Regions from separate parts of the Mus musculus genome. Here region 2 is linked to region 1. Evidence: chromatin contacts called from public promoter capture Hi-C data. All regions are on one chromosome and are shown on one strand. Each heading gives the region's core, a stretch centred on a gene start, on an enhancer-like site or on the middle of the called end of the contact. The rest is flanking DNA. Distances are from core to core; before and after follow the strand shown.

Evidence for each region. Promoter capture Hi-C pulls out the DNA fragments that hold promoters and counts their contacts.
Region 2: a contact with region 1 is called in a promoter capture Hi-C map of embryonic stem cells. The contact joins the promoter of Kcnab3 here to the promoter of Alox12b in region 1. A contact is called at or near these places in 11 of 39 promoter capture datasets (the C10 cell line, the HPC-7 cell line, cranial neural crest and 7 more), 2 of 115 datasets of contacts at active chromatin or transcription factors (both in embryonic stem cells) and 3 of 9 other capture datasets (adipose tissue, liver and pancreatic islet).

The regions. Positions count from the first base shown.
Region 1 is chr11:69,153,742-69,159,847 of GRCm38.p6, forward strand. It overlaps Alox12b (arachidonate 12-lipoxygenase, 12R type), which reads left to right and starts at 3,331. Exons shown (of 15, transcript NM_009659.2): 1 at 3,331-3,652; 2 at 4,533-4,737. The coding sequence starts at 3,506.
Region 2 is chr11:69,324,677-69,330,090 of GRCm38.p6, forward strand. It overlaps Kcnab3 (potassium voltage-gated channel, shaker-related subfamily, beta member 3), which reads left to right and starts at 1,582. Exons shown (of 14, transcript NM_010599.4): 1 at 1,582-2,247; 2 at 3,444-3,487; 3 at 3,575-3,612; 4 at 3,833-3,912; 5 at 5,174-5,218; 6 at 5,307-5,351. The coding sequence starts at 2,006. Trappc1 (trafficking protein particle complex 1) reads left to right here. Exons shown (of 5, transcript NM_001024206.2): 4 at 148-286; 5 at 763-1,117. The coding sequence ends at 891.

The DNA of each region.
Region 1 (6,106 bases), core at 2,081-4,580:
TTGAGCCTTCCTTACAAAAGCCACAGTTTATTTTCATTTTCTTTTCTTTTCCAATGTGGGGATCAAATCCTGGGCTTGAACTTAGTAGGCAAGCTCTGTGACTGCTTCCGGCTCCTCTGTGTGGCCCCATGCTTTATATTTATATGTCCCCCGGTTTATATTTTCTGTCTTCACACTTGCTGCCACTTGATGTTATTTAATTTCTTTGGCTGTTATGTAATGTTATCTAGCTCCCTCATTAGAATGTTAGTTCCATGGGTGCACAGTTTGTTTTGGTTACGCTATGTTCCCCAAGCCGGATACAGAGCTGGGCACACAGCAGGGGCTGGTGAATGAAGAAAATGTGCATGGTACCATCCCAAAGGCAAGGGAGAGAAGCTGCCAGGCTTGATGAGGCACGGTGGGGAGCACCCGGTGACCTAAGCACCCTAAGATTTGAGTCATGAAAAAGTCATTTCGGTTCCTAGCCCCGACCACATTCCTGTTTCTAAACTGGACCTGAATGGCAGTCACAATCCCCTCCTTCTTCTAACCTGGAACTACCAGTTACCTACTCTTTGTCTCAGGGTCTGACTCTTTGTGTTTTAAGTTGGCATGGTCACTGTGTGACCTTTCCTTGATGGTGACGGGAGGGTGACACCCAGGAGGAAACCAGAACTCCTGCTTCCTGGTTGACAGGCACTGCCCTGGGAGGTGGACCAGGAGAGGGAAGTTCCAGAAGATGGGACATGACTCTCTCCTCACTCTCCCTGGGTCTCAGACACTCTCTGGTGGGAGCAGAAGTCAGCTCTCCCACTACCACTCCTCCTGTCAGCTCCGACCCTGCTCCCTGCTCCTTACCTCAAGGTGCCATCTGTCCCCAGCTCTCCCCCTCCGCCCTCTGTTAGCTGCTACAATTTTTTTTTTTAAATCAGAAACAAGTCCTGGTCCCTTGGTCTCAATATCCTCCTATCTCAAATTTATTTTCTCCAGATTATTTATTATTATTATTTAGGATCCAAAATCATATTGAGTAAATAAGCTTGCTTGTCCTCATCTTGCTAGTCAGTAAGTCCCAAGGTCATTTTGCCCCCTTGAGTCTGAGATGCTTGCAAGAGTGTGCTCTAGGCTGTGAAGGGAAGGAACTGAGAGAAAGAGGGAGATAAGAGAAGGCTAGGTTCCTGACCAACTCAGTCCTCATTGGGTCCTAACCCTCATTCCAGCTTTTTCTAATTTTACTGCTTTAAAAGAACAAAGATATTTATTTGATGTGTATGTATGAGCATGTATGTGAGAGTATGTGCCATAGTTCATGAGTTCATGTATGGGGGTCAGAGGTCAACTTTCATCATTCAGTTCTTTCCTTGGACCATGTGGGCCTGGAGACTTAAACTCAGATCAGGTCATTAGACTCACAGGGAAGTACATTTATCCACCGAACCATCTCTGGCTCCCATCTCCTTCCATCCATTCTGGTGGCTTTGTTGTTGTTGTTGTTGTTGTTTCTGGTTTTTGGTTTTGGTTTTTGGTTTTCTGACAGCATCTACTATCTAGTCCTGACTGACCTGGAATTTGCTATGTAGATCAGGCTGGCTTTGAACTCACAGAGATTCACCTACTCACCTTCCTGTGCCTTCAGAGTGCTGGAATTAAAGGCATGAGCCATCATGACCAGCATATTACTTCTGTTTTGTTTTGTTTAGACTTCCCTGGTAAGAGTATGTTCTTTACAATACTGAAGAACAGCACAGATACAGTAAAATGTGTCAAGTGTCCTACATACAAGCCAGATCAGCAGAGAACATTCTAGCTGCCTACATGGTTTCCCCATTCCAAAAGCACTGAATTGTGTAGGAGGTGGCAAGTTTTGTCTGTTCTGAAACTTTGCATCAGTGGAATAAGAAATGTCTGAATGTATGGTATAGTTCACTCCATATATAATCTCTAGGGTGTTTATCTGTAAAATACCTTAATTTGGAGACTGGTATGGCTCAGCAGATAAGAGAACTGCTGCTCTTCGTGAAGATTGGGGTTCAATTCCCAGCACCCACATGGTGGCTCACAGCCTTCTCTTACTCCAGTTCCAGGGAACCCAATGCTACCTTATGGCCTCTGCAGACACCAGGCACCCAAGTGGTAAACAGACACTCCTACATAGACACCCACACATCTAAGACAAAAAGTTTTTTTCAATCTTAATTCTCTCTCTCTCCTTCTCTCCCTCTTTTCTTTCCTTCCTTCCTTCCTTTCTCTCTCCCTCTCTTTCTTTCTTTCTTTCTTTCTTTCTTTCTTTCTTTCTTTCTTTCTCTCTCCCTCTCTTTCTTTCTCTCTCCCTCTCTTTCTTTCTTTCCTTCTTTCTTCCTTCCTTCCTCTCTCTCTTTCTTTCTTCCTTCCTTTCTCTCTCTTTCCTTCTTTCCTTCTTTCTTTTTTTCTTTCTTTCTTCCTCTCTCTCTCTTCCTCTCTCTTCCTCTTTCTCTCTCTTCCTCTCTCTCTCTTCCTCTCTCTCTTCCTCTCTCTTCCTCTCTCTCTCTCTCTCTCTCTCTCTCTCTCTCTCTCTCTCTCTCTCTCTCTCTCTGTGAGATGATGGTCTTCCTTTGTAGCTCAGGCATCAGAGGCTCTTGGCTCAGCCTCCAAGTAGCTGGAAGTTGAGGTGTGGACCACTGTGCCTGACTTTAGCCTGATCCCTTTGGGGGTTGGAGATTGAACTCAGGGTCTCCCACATTTTCTGTATGTTCTCTACAGTGAACTGAAGTCCTTTAGTCTTATTCTCCTGCCTCAGCTGTTCTCTCAACTGTCCTCTGCGTATCAACACCAGGTTCTCCTAAGTAGATACTGGCTAACAAGGAAGCAGCAGCTACAGGCTTTAGGCTCCAAACCCTTCCACCCTGCATCTCTTGTCCCTTGTGGTCTTTAGTCTCCTGGCTTCAACATTCTTCCTGATGTGTACTGCAGGCCCTGGGTTCTAACGCAAAAGCAGGACACTGGACAGCACGTCTGTATCACTCCTCATGCCTTCCAAAGCAGGTCACTTCTGATTTTGGCCAGGTTCAGCATGGGTGCCTGTCGCTGCAGCCAATGGGGGCGAACAGCTTATTAGTTTGATAAAGATCTGAAGGCCCTGCCCCGCCCCCTCCCCCAACTTCCCTGGGGCCCTGGCTCAGCCTAGACAGCTCCCACACCCTGAAGGCTGCTTCAGCCTCAGCATCTTCTATCCGCCCTCTCAGCGCCCTGCCTGCGGTTCCTCCCCATCAGCTCCTATAGGTCTCAAGCGCAGACGCCTGCTCACGGGCTACTGGCCCGGCTCCGCCTCATCTGCCAGGCTCACATCCCTCCCGCCCCGCCAAGGGCAGCAGCTGCTCCCGGCTCCAGAGGCATTCGCGGGACAGTGGTTCCCGCTGACTGCTCCATCACTGACTGCTCCATCACTCTTCGCTGTCTGGCTTCCCTTGTCTACCTCGTTTCTAACTGTGTGGCTTTAGCCATAGTGTCCGGGATTGAGCCCTCTCTTGGCTCCTGAAGAGCGGCCATGGCCACCTATAAAGTCAAGGTGGCCACGGGCACTGACTTCTTTTCGGGGACGCTGGATTCAATTTCACTGACCATCGTGGGGACCCAAGGAGAGAGCCATAAGCAGCGGTTGAACCACTTTGGGAGAGACTTTGCCACGGGGGCGGTAAGTGCGCACGCGTCACCCAGGATGGATGGAGGCTTGGGGTGGATGGAGGTATCCGGTAGGCAGCCAGAGCTGGGCCAGGGGACTGGAGAACCAAGGACAACTCTAACACTGTGGGCTCCCAACTGGTTTCCTATCTCTCCCCACACATATTCATCCTCTTTGCTCACTCTTCTCTCATTCTTTCCAACCAATACATCCTTCTCCCTCTTCTTTCCTTGCCCCCTCCTCTTCTCTTTGAGCTTATCCACCTCTCTCAGTTCTCTTCCACACCTTAAGGTTTCTTCTATTCTCATGCCTTTCCATCACCTCTCTCCCATCCTTACTCACTCTTCCTCAGCCACGTTGCATCACAACTGGCTTCCATTTGCATTGGATTCTCTGTGACTTCAAATGGCATCCGACCAGCCTGGCCAGTGGGGACTTGCTTTGCCCTAATGGAAGCCACTCTGTGATTTTGATAGCCTTCTGCTCCTGTGTGATCCGAATAGGCTCCGTCATCTGTGTGGCCACTTCTGAATTCCTACATCTTCCTTGAAAAGTGGGAGAAGGGCAGGGGGGCACTCTGCTGTCCAGTCTAGGAGTGCAGGATGCTAGGGAGTCCTGGGCGCTGACTCTTTTGCCCCCAAGATTCTAAATAGCTCCTGCAGCCTCAAGCGACTGGGACCTTAGGAAGGATGGATAAGGCAGGGGTCTTTCCCTGCCTTGGGTAAATGGGCCCAGCAGAGGGCAGCCAAGTCAGGGGGTTCACATCTGTGCCTTCTCTTTATCCTTGCTCTGTGCACTCCTCAGTCCAGCAGGGGAGTGTTACTAACATGAGCAGGTAAAGGGTAAGCCTTCAGGAACTGGCCAGGTCACTCAGCCCCCATGTTTTGTGCAGGTGGATGACTACACGGTACAGTGCCAGCAGGACCTGGGGGAGCTTATCATCATCCGTCTGCACAAGGAGCCTCATTCCTTCCTAGCCAAGGACCCCTGGTACTGCAACTATGTGCAGATCTGTGCTCCCGACTGCCGTGTCTACCACTTCCCAGCTTACCAGTGGATGGATGGCTATGAGACCCTGGCACTCCGGGAGGCCACAGGTGAGCCAGCACTGACCACCTCATCCCATGCAGGGAGTTTCCTTACTCTTGCCCAGCTACTCCAGATTGGCCACTTCGGGATCCCATCAAGTCAATCAGGCATGGCCAGCCTTAGTGCCCATTGCTGCTCTGGGCTTAGCTTAGGGCTGCACAGTGAAGGAACCCAAGTGTATGAGGCCCAGGGAGTACTACCAGCTCATGCAGAGAGCACTATCAGCCTCATGCAGAGAGCATTCCCAGATCCTGAGGTCCAGGGAACTCTATCAACTCATTCAGAGAGCATTCCCACATCTTGAGGCCCAGGGAGCACTATCAGCTCATGCAGGGAGCACTATCAGCTCATGCAGAGAGCATTCCCAGATCCTGAGGCCCAGGGAGCTCTATTAGCTCATGCAGAGACTATTCCCACATCTTGAGGCCCAGGGATCACTATCAGCCTCATGCAGAGAGCATTCCCAGATCCTGAGGCCCAGGGAGCACTATCAGCTCATGCAGGGAGCATTCCCAGATCCTGAGGCCCAGGGAGCACTATCAGCTCATACAGAGACTATTCCCACATCTTGAGGCCCAGGGATCACTATCAGCCTCATGTGGGGAGCACTATCAGCTCATGGGGAGACCATTCCCACATCCTGAGGCCCAGGGAGCACTATCAGCTCATGCAGAGAGCATTCCCAGATCAGATCAGTCTTCCCTTCATGCTTCACTCTCTCTTGACTCCTATTGGATGCCTGGTGTGCTACAAGGACCTCTGTGGCTCTCTGGAGCAGGATTCTGTTTCTACAATAGGATGCTCCATTGTTCCAGTCAGATCTGTGTTCTACTTAGAAGCCTAGTTTCTTAGCTCTCCAGGTCACCAAGCCCTTGAATATGATTTTATTGTTTGCTTGAGAAAGGGTCTCTCTCTATAGTCCCAGATGTCCTGGATCTCACTATGTAGACTGAGAATCTCATAGAGACCCTTCTGCCTCTGCCTCCTAAGTGCTGGGATTAAAGACGTGTGCTACCATGACAAGCCTTGTCATAGTGGAGGTCAAAGGACAATTTGTGGGGATTGGTTCTCTCTTTCTACCATGGGAATCTTGGTGATCAAACTCAGTCATCTAGCTTGGCAGAAAGGGCCTATATCCATGCAGCCAATCTCATTGGCCTGATTTTCTTTCTTCCTTCCTTCCTTTCTTTCTTCCTTCCTTCCTTCCTTCCTTCCTTTCTTCCTTCCTTCCTTCCTTTCTTTCTTTCTTTCTTTCTTTCTTTCTTTCTTTCTTTCTTTCTTTTTTTTTGTGATACTAAGGATTTGAACTCAGGGTCTTATGTATGGTAGATGGAAACTTTACAATTGAGCTATATTCTTACTGGTTTCCTAGCTGAG
Region 2 (5,414 bases), core at 332-2,831, 170 kb after region 1:
CATCGGGGGTGGGGATGACCGGAGGTGTTTTTACTCAATGAACCTGCTACAAACTATCTATATGAATAGGAAGGAGTTGACCTTGAGGGCATCACAAATATTTCTTTGGGAGTGATTTCACTCCTGTCTGAATACTCATTTCTGCAGGAAGGATGGCTTTCTGTCTTTCCAAACTAGCCGTTACAAACTCCATTACTACGAGACTCCCACTGGAATCAAGGTTGTCATGAATACTGACTTGGGCGTGGGCCCTATCCGAGATGTTCTACACCATATCTACAGTGCGGTCAGTGTCAGTAGAGGAACCCTTTTCCTCCTAGAGCCCTAGGAGTCCCTCGGGTTTTCTGCCCTTATCCTTCTGTATCACATCCCTGTTGAACTCAGTTTTCTCCAGAGCCTTTAGCTCCTTAAACAGTAATAGCTTCTCTAAGGGAGAGCTTGTGCAGGTTTTTGGGTTTTTTTTTTATAAATGATGTATTTCTTATTTTAATTATATGTATTGTGTAGAGGGTATGTGTGCACATGAGCACAAGTGTCTGTGGAGGACAGATCCTCTGGAGAATTACAGGCAGTTGTGAGCTGACCAACATGGGTGCTAGGCTCTGACTAACCTCTGCAAAAGCAGTAGTATGCTTTCTTAATTCCTGAGCTCTCTCCACCCCAACCCCACCCGTGTATTCTTATATTCTCGAGATTACACCATGTTTGAGATTGAAAATGAAAAGTGTCTCACATCAGGCTCACACACCCTCCTTTTCGCAGCTGTATGTGGAGTTTGTTGTGAAGAATCCTCTGTGCCCGCTGGGACAAACTGTGCAAAGTGAGCTCTTTCGATCCCGGCTAGACTCCTATGTCCGATCTTTGCCCTTCTTCTCTGCCAGAGCTGGCTGAAACATCTACCTCACCCCTCAGAAGAACCTGTGACTGCCTGGGCCCATCTCACTTGTTACATTGAGAGCCCTTCCATCTACCTGTCTCCGAGAGCTTTCCCCCGAAGGCCTACCACCCACTGCCTTCAAGTCATAAGAATGAAGCTCACAGGAGTCTACGCCAGTTTTATCCCTGCTTGACTCTGTGAGAAACACAGAATAAACTGAATAAACTTTTTGTCACCCTCTGCTGCCTGAGTGTGAGTTCCTGTGGCCCCTCCCAGTGTGACTCACACAAAAATGAGAACTAGGGTAGCCACACATCCCTGAAGCCTATAAAGAGGTTTTCCCAGCAGATTTCTCTCGAGCTGGATACTTTGTTGTGTTTTAGAATTTTAGCAGCAACCTTTGCTACCACTTGATAGATGTAGTACACACATCCTGTCTTACCTTTAGCTGTGACAATGTCTCCAAATCTAGTTTTCTCGGGGAACAAAAAACGCCCTCTCGAGTGCACACCACTGACCGGAATGAAAGCGGACACGATTCAAGTACAGAAAGTGAGAACCCCGTTCCTAAAACGGGATGTTCTGGGCAAGGCACACTGATTATTTAAGTTCTGGAGCTTCTGCAGGCGGAGCTTATGCAGATGAGCAGCGTGTTCTACTCAGAGGCAGGCGGCTCCATGCAGATGAAGGGGCGTGGCCTGAATGTTAATGAGCTGGGCTTGCTGCCGACGCGGCTGGGAGCACAGCGGTCCCGCAGCGGTTCCAGCTGAAGTGGCACCCGTCTTTTGCTACCCCTTGTTCCTGGGTAGCTATCCTTGAAGACCGTCCTCGACTTTTCTTTATCCTTACCCGTTTATCCTCCCAATCCCTTCATCACAGCTCCCAGCACCCGAATACCCACCACTCCGGGCGACCCCACGGTTTTCCTTTCCCACCGCAAGACCCGCGACCTCCAACAGCCCGCCCCCGCGGGCCCGATCCCGTTTGGCGGCTCTAGCTGCAGCCTTCTCAGCCTTCCCGCTCTCCCTGCGATCGCGCTATTACCACCACACCGGTGTCTGCCCTCGGACTTCCCGGCTCCCTCCTCCCGCTCCCTCGGAGCCCCCTCCCCCGCCCTGGCCATCCGGCATGCAGGTGTCTATCGCGTGTACCGAGCAGAACCTTCGCAGCCGGAGCAGTGAGGACCGTCTCTGTGGACCCCGGCCCGGTCCTGGGGGCGGTAATGGAGGGCCAGTGGGCGGAGGGCATGGGAACCCTCCGGGGGGTGGAGGACCGAGCTCGAAGTCACGAGCTGCAGTGGTCCCTAGACCCCCAGCACCTGCTGGGGCCCTTCGAGAGAGCACCGGCCGAGGCACTGGCATGAAATACAGGTATGGGGTGGCCGGGCAGCCTATCCATATGCTCCTCTTTTGGGACCCCTGAGGCTTTCTGGGTTAGCCGCCTAAGACCCCTTCAAACTTAGCTTAAAGGTCTGGCTCACCCCCCCCTCTTCTCTCTCACACGCACTCACTCTCTTCCTCTGTTAGTTCCCCCAACTTTGAAATCAAGTTTACCAAGGTTGACAGAGTCCTGTCATACCTAAACGATGCCCCTGAGTTGTCCTCCTTACCCGTAAAAAAGCGGGGAACGCCTGGATCTCCAGGCTGCTCCCCCCACCCCCTCCAATGGAGTGTCCTTGGGTTGGCGTCCTGGGGAGAGGAGGGAGGGAAACAGCATCTCACTCTGGCCGGTTGGGGCGCCTGACCCAGATATTGCCCCCACCAGCCCCGAAGCCAGTCTCCCTCAACCTTTCCAGGGTAGGATCAGGGCCCTAGAGAGGGAAGGGACATTTGAAAGGATGGACCACATCTTTCGCCCTCATGCTGTAAGACAAGAGTTGGCGGGAAGGGTTGTGAAAATTTTACTTTTAACTCAGAGGACTACCGGCCAGAGACTCTCAGAAGGAGGGTGGGGAGCACTTTTGCTTGGGAATGAGCTGAGGTCATTAATGTGACCCACCTTTGTCCTCCGAAGTATCCAATCTTCTCCCTGTAGCAGCCCTGACTAGGAAGTAGGGCTGTTTAATCTGTGCCTTGGAAAAAGAAGGAGGGTCTCTAGTTCAATCTCAGAGGTCAATGAAGAGAGGAAGAGAGAGAGCTGGACTTTCCTGTCAAAGCCCCCCCCATCCCTGCTGCTGCCTTTACTGACCTCATCAACGTGCCTGAGTTGGTTTACATGTCACCACAATCAGCCACATTTTTCAAATCCCACTACTCCACGCATCACAGAGACGACTCAGACACAGGCAGGACCTCACCCAGGAAGAGGAAACCAGAAGGCAGAGATAATAGGAGGGAACGGAGGCACTGAACAGTGGCTCTAGGGTCAATCGCCTTTGTTCACTTGTTCTTTCAACAATATTCCTAGGGCCTCTGCTATGGGATAGCACTGTCCGCCCCATCAGCCCACTGGGTTTGGTTTCTTTGGACTGAGACCCTTGAGGGCTTGGAAGGACAGGAGCTGGGGACTGATAATCCAAGTCCCCAGTGGAGGCTTCATCCTTTCCTGCTGCTTCTGTATCCTGCAGGAACCTAGGGAAGTCTGGGCTCCGGGTGTCCTGTCTTGGCCTTGGTGAGTTAGAACAGAAACTGAGGAAAAGGGGCACGATTTTACGGCCTGTCTCCCACAGTTCTCACGGGTCTGAATTCTCTCTTGCAGGTACCTGGGTCACGTTTGGCTCTCAGATCTCAGATGAGGTATATGTGATGGGACCTAGAAACAGGGTCCAGGTGGTTGTGGCGAGGGAATAAGAAAAGGATTTGGATGAGCCTGGGGGCAGGGTAAAGGACCTGAAGCTAGAGGATGAGCAAAGGAGAGAAAATGTGGGGACCAGGGCTGAAGTGCTGTGGGTTAAGATGCAGGCAGGGAAGTCACTAAGGGCAACCGTTCATCTTCAACTTTTTCTCGCCTCCCTAGACAGCAGAAGATCTCCTGACAGTTGCCTATGAGCACGGCGTAAACCTGTTTGACACTGCTGAAGTGTACGCGGCAGGAAAGTAAGAACTGGGGTGAAAGAGTAAAGTTATATTTGGAAGGCAGCTTGAGAGAACATCAGGGATTCTTGTTTCCCTCTTTGAAGAGAGAGACCTGGGAATTCTGGGAACAATAAAGTTCCAACTTTTCAGGCTAGTAGACACCCTGTGTATTGTGGGAGTTGTAGTTCCCACAATGCTTTCCCCTCTGGATTAGAGGTCATTAGACATTACTGTGCAGTCACATTCAAATAAAACCAACAAATTTATCCTGAAGCTGTATTTTCAAACACAGCACATCACATCCCATGCCTATGGCCTTACGTTGGGAGCAGCCGAAGTCTACATTGCCTACTCTGCCTCTTTATTTGATAAACATTCTTCTTCAAGACTTAGCTCAGGGTCAGCTCCTCCAAGAAACCTTTACCCAACTGCCCAGAATTGGTCATGACCATCGAGCACCCGTGACAATCGGTACTACTTTCTGACATTAAGTAAATGTCTGCTTCATACAAGTATATTTGCTGCTCAACTCAGAGCCTTCCCACCTCCCTGGAGCTTCTCTTCTCAGGAACCTTCATAGAGACCAGCAAAACACATGCACTGTTTCTGGGAAGAGGTCAACATAAGCTTGAAAAACATAGAGTCTAGGAGATTATACAAACAAGGGACATAGGAAAGATCCAGCGTTATACCATGGTTCAATAATTTCAGACTTGTCACAGCCCATAATCATGTACTAACAGAACTCTATAGGCTGGGCATGATGGCACTCACCTATAGTTCCAGCATTGGGAGGGTAAGGGGAGAGGAATGAGAATTTGAGGCTAACCTGGGCTAACAAAGTGAGATCTTGTTTCTAAATGTGGGAGGGAAGAAGAAAAGGGGACCTGTGTGAGCAACTCTATGGAAGCTGACGAAAGGGCTCCCCACAAACTGGCAGTCACAGGCAGAACCAGAGCTGGGATTAGGAGGGTGGCTGGAATTTTATAGAGGCAGAGGAAGGGGAGAGTAACCCAGTCTGTTTCTCTTGCCCTGTTGCAGTCTACCCCTTAAGCACCCACAATAGGGTTTGGTACATAGTTGATACACAACATAGGTGAATTAATTGAAAGTATACACTCCTAGCTCTGGGAGCTTCTTGCCTTTGTCCAAAGTCAAGCTGAGACTCCGGCGTGGTTCCTTTCCCCCACGCTTCTCTCTGCTAGAGAGGACACACTGGGAGAAGAGGAGAGAAATATTCTATCTTAAGGAGATGCGTGTCCTTGCATTGTCTTTATTTCAGGGCTGAAAGAACCCTTGGCAATATTCTCAAGAGCAAAGGCTGGAGGTGAGACTGTTCAGGGGGTGGTGGCTGCTGGAGACATGATCAACCAAATATCATTTTCCTGCTGGAAATATTGTTTTGCTTTTTCCAGGAGATCAAGCTATGTTATCACCACCAAGATTTTTTGGGGTGGACAGTGAGTACTTGGGGCGAAGCCTTACGAAGGATCTGTGGTCTATGGGATAGGAGTGGGGGGTTT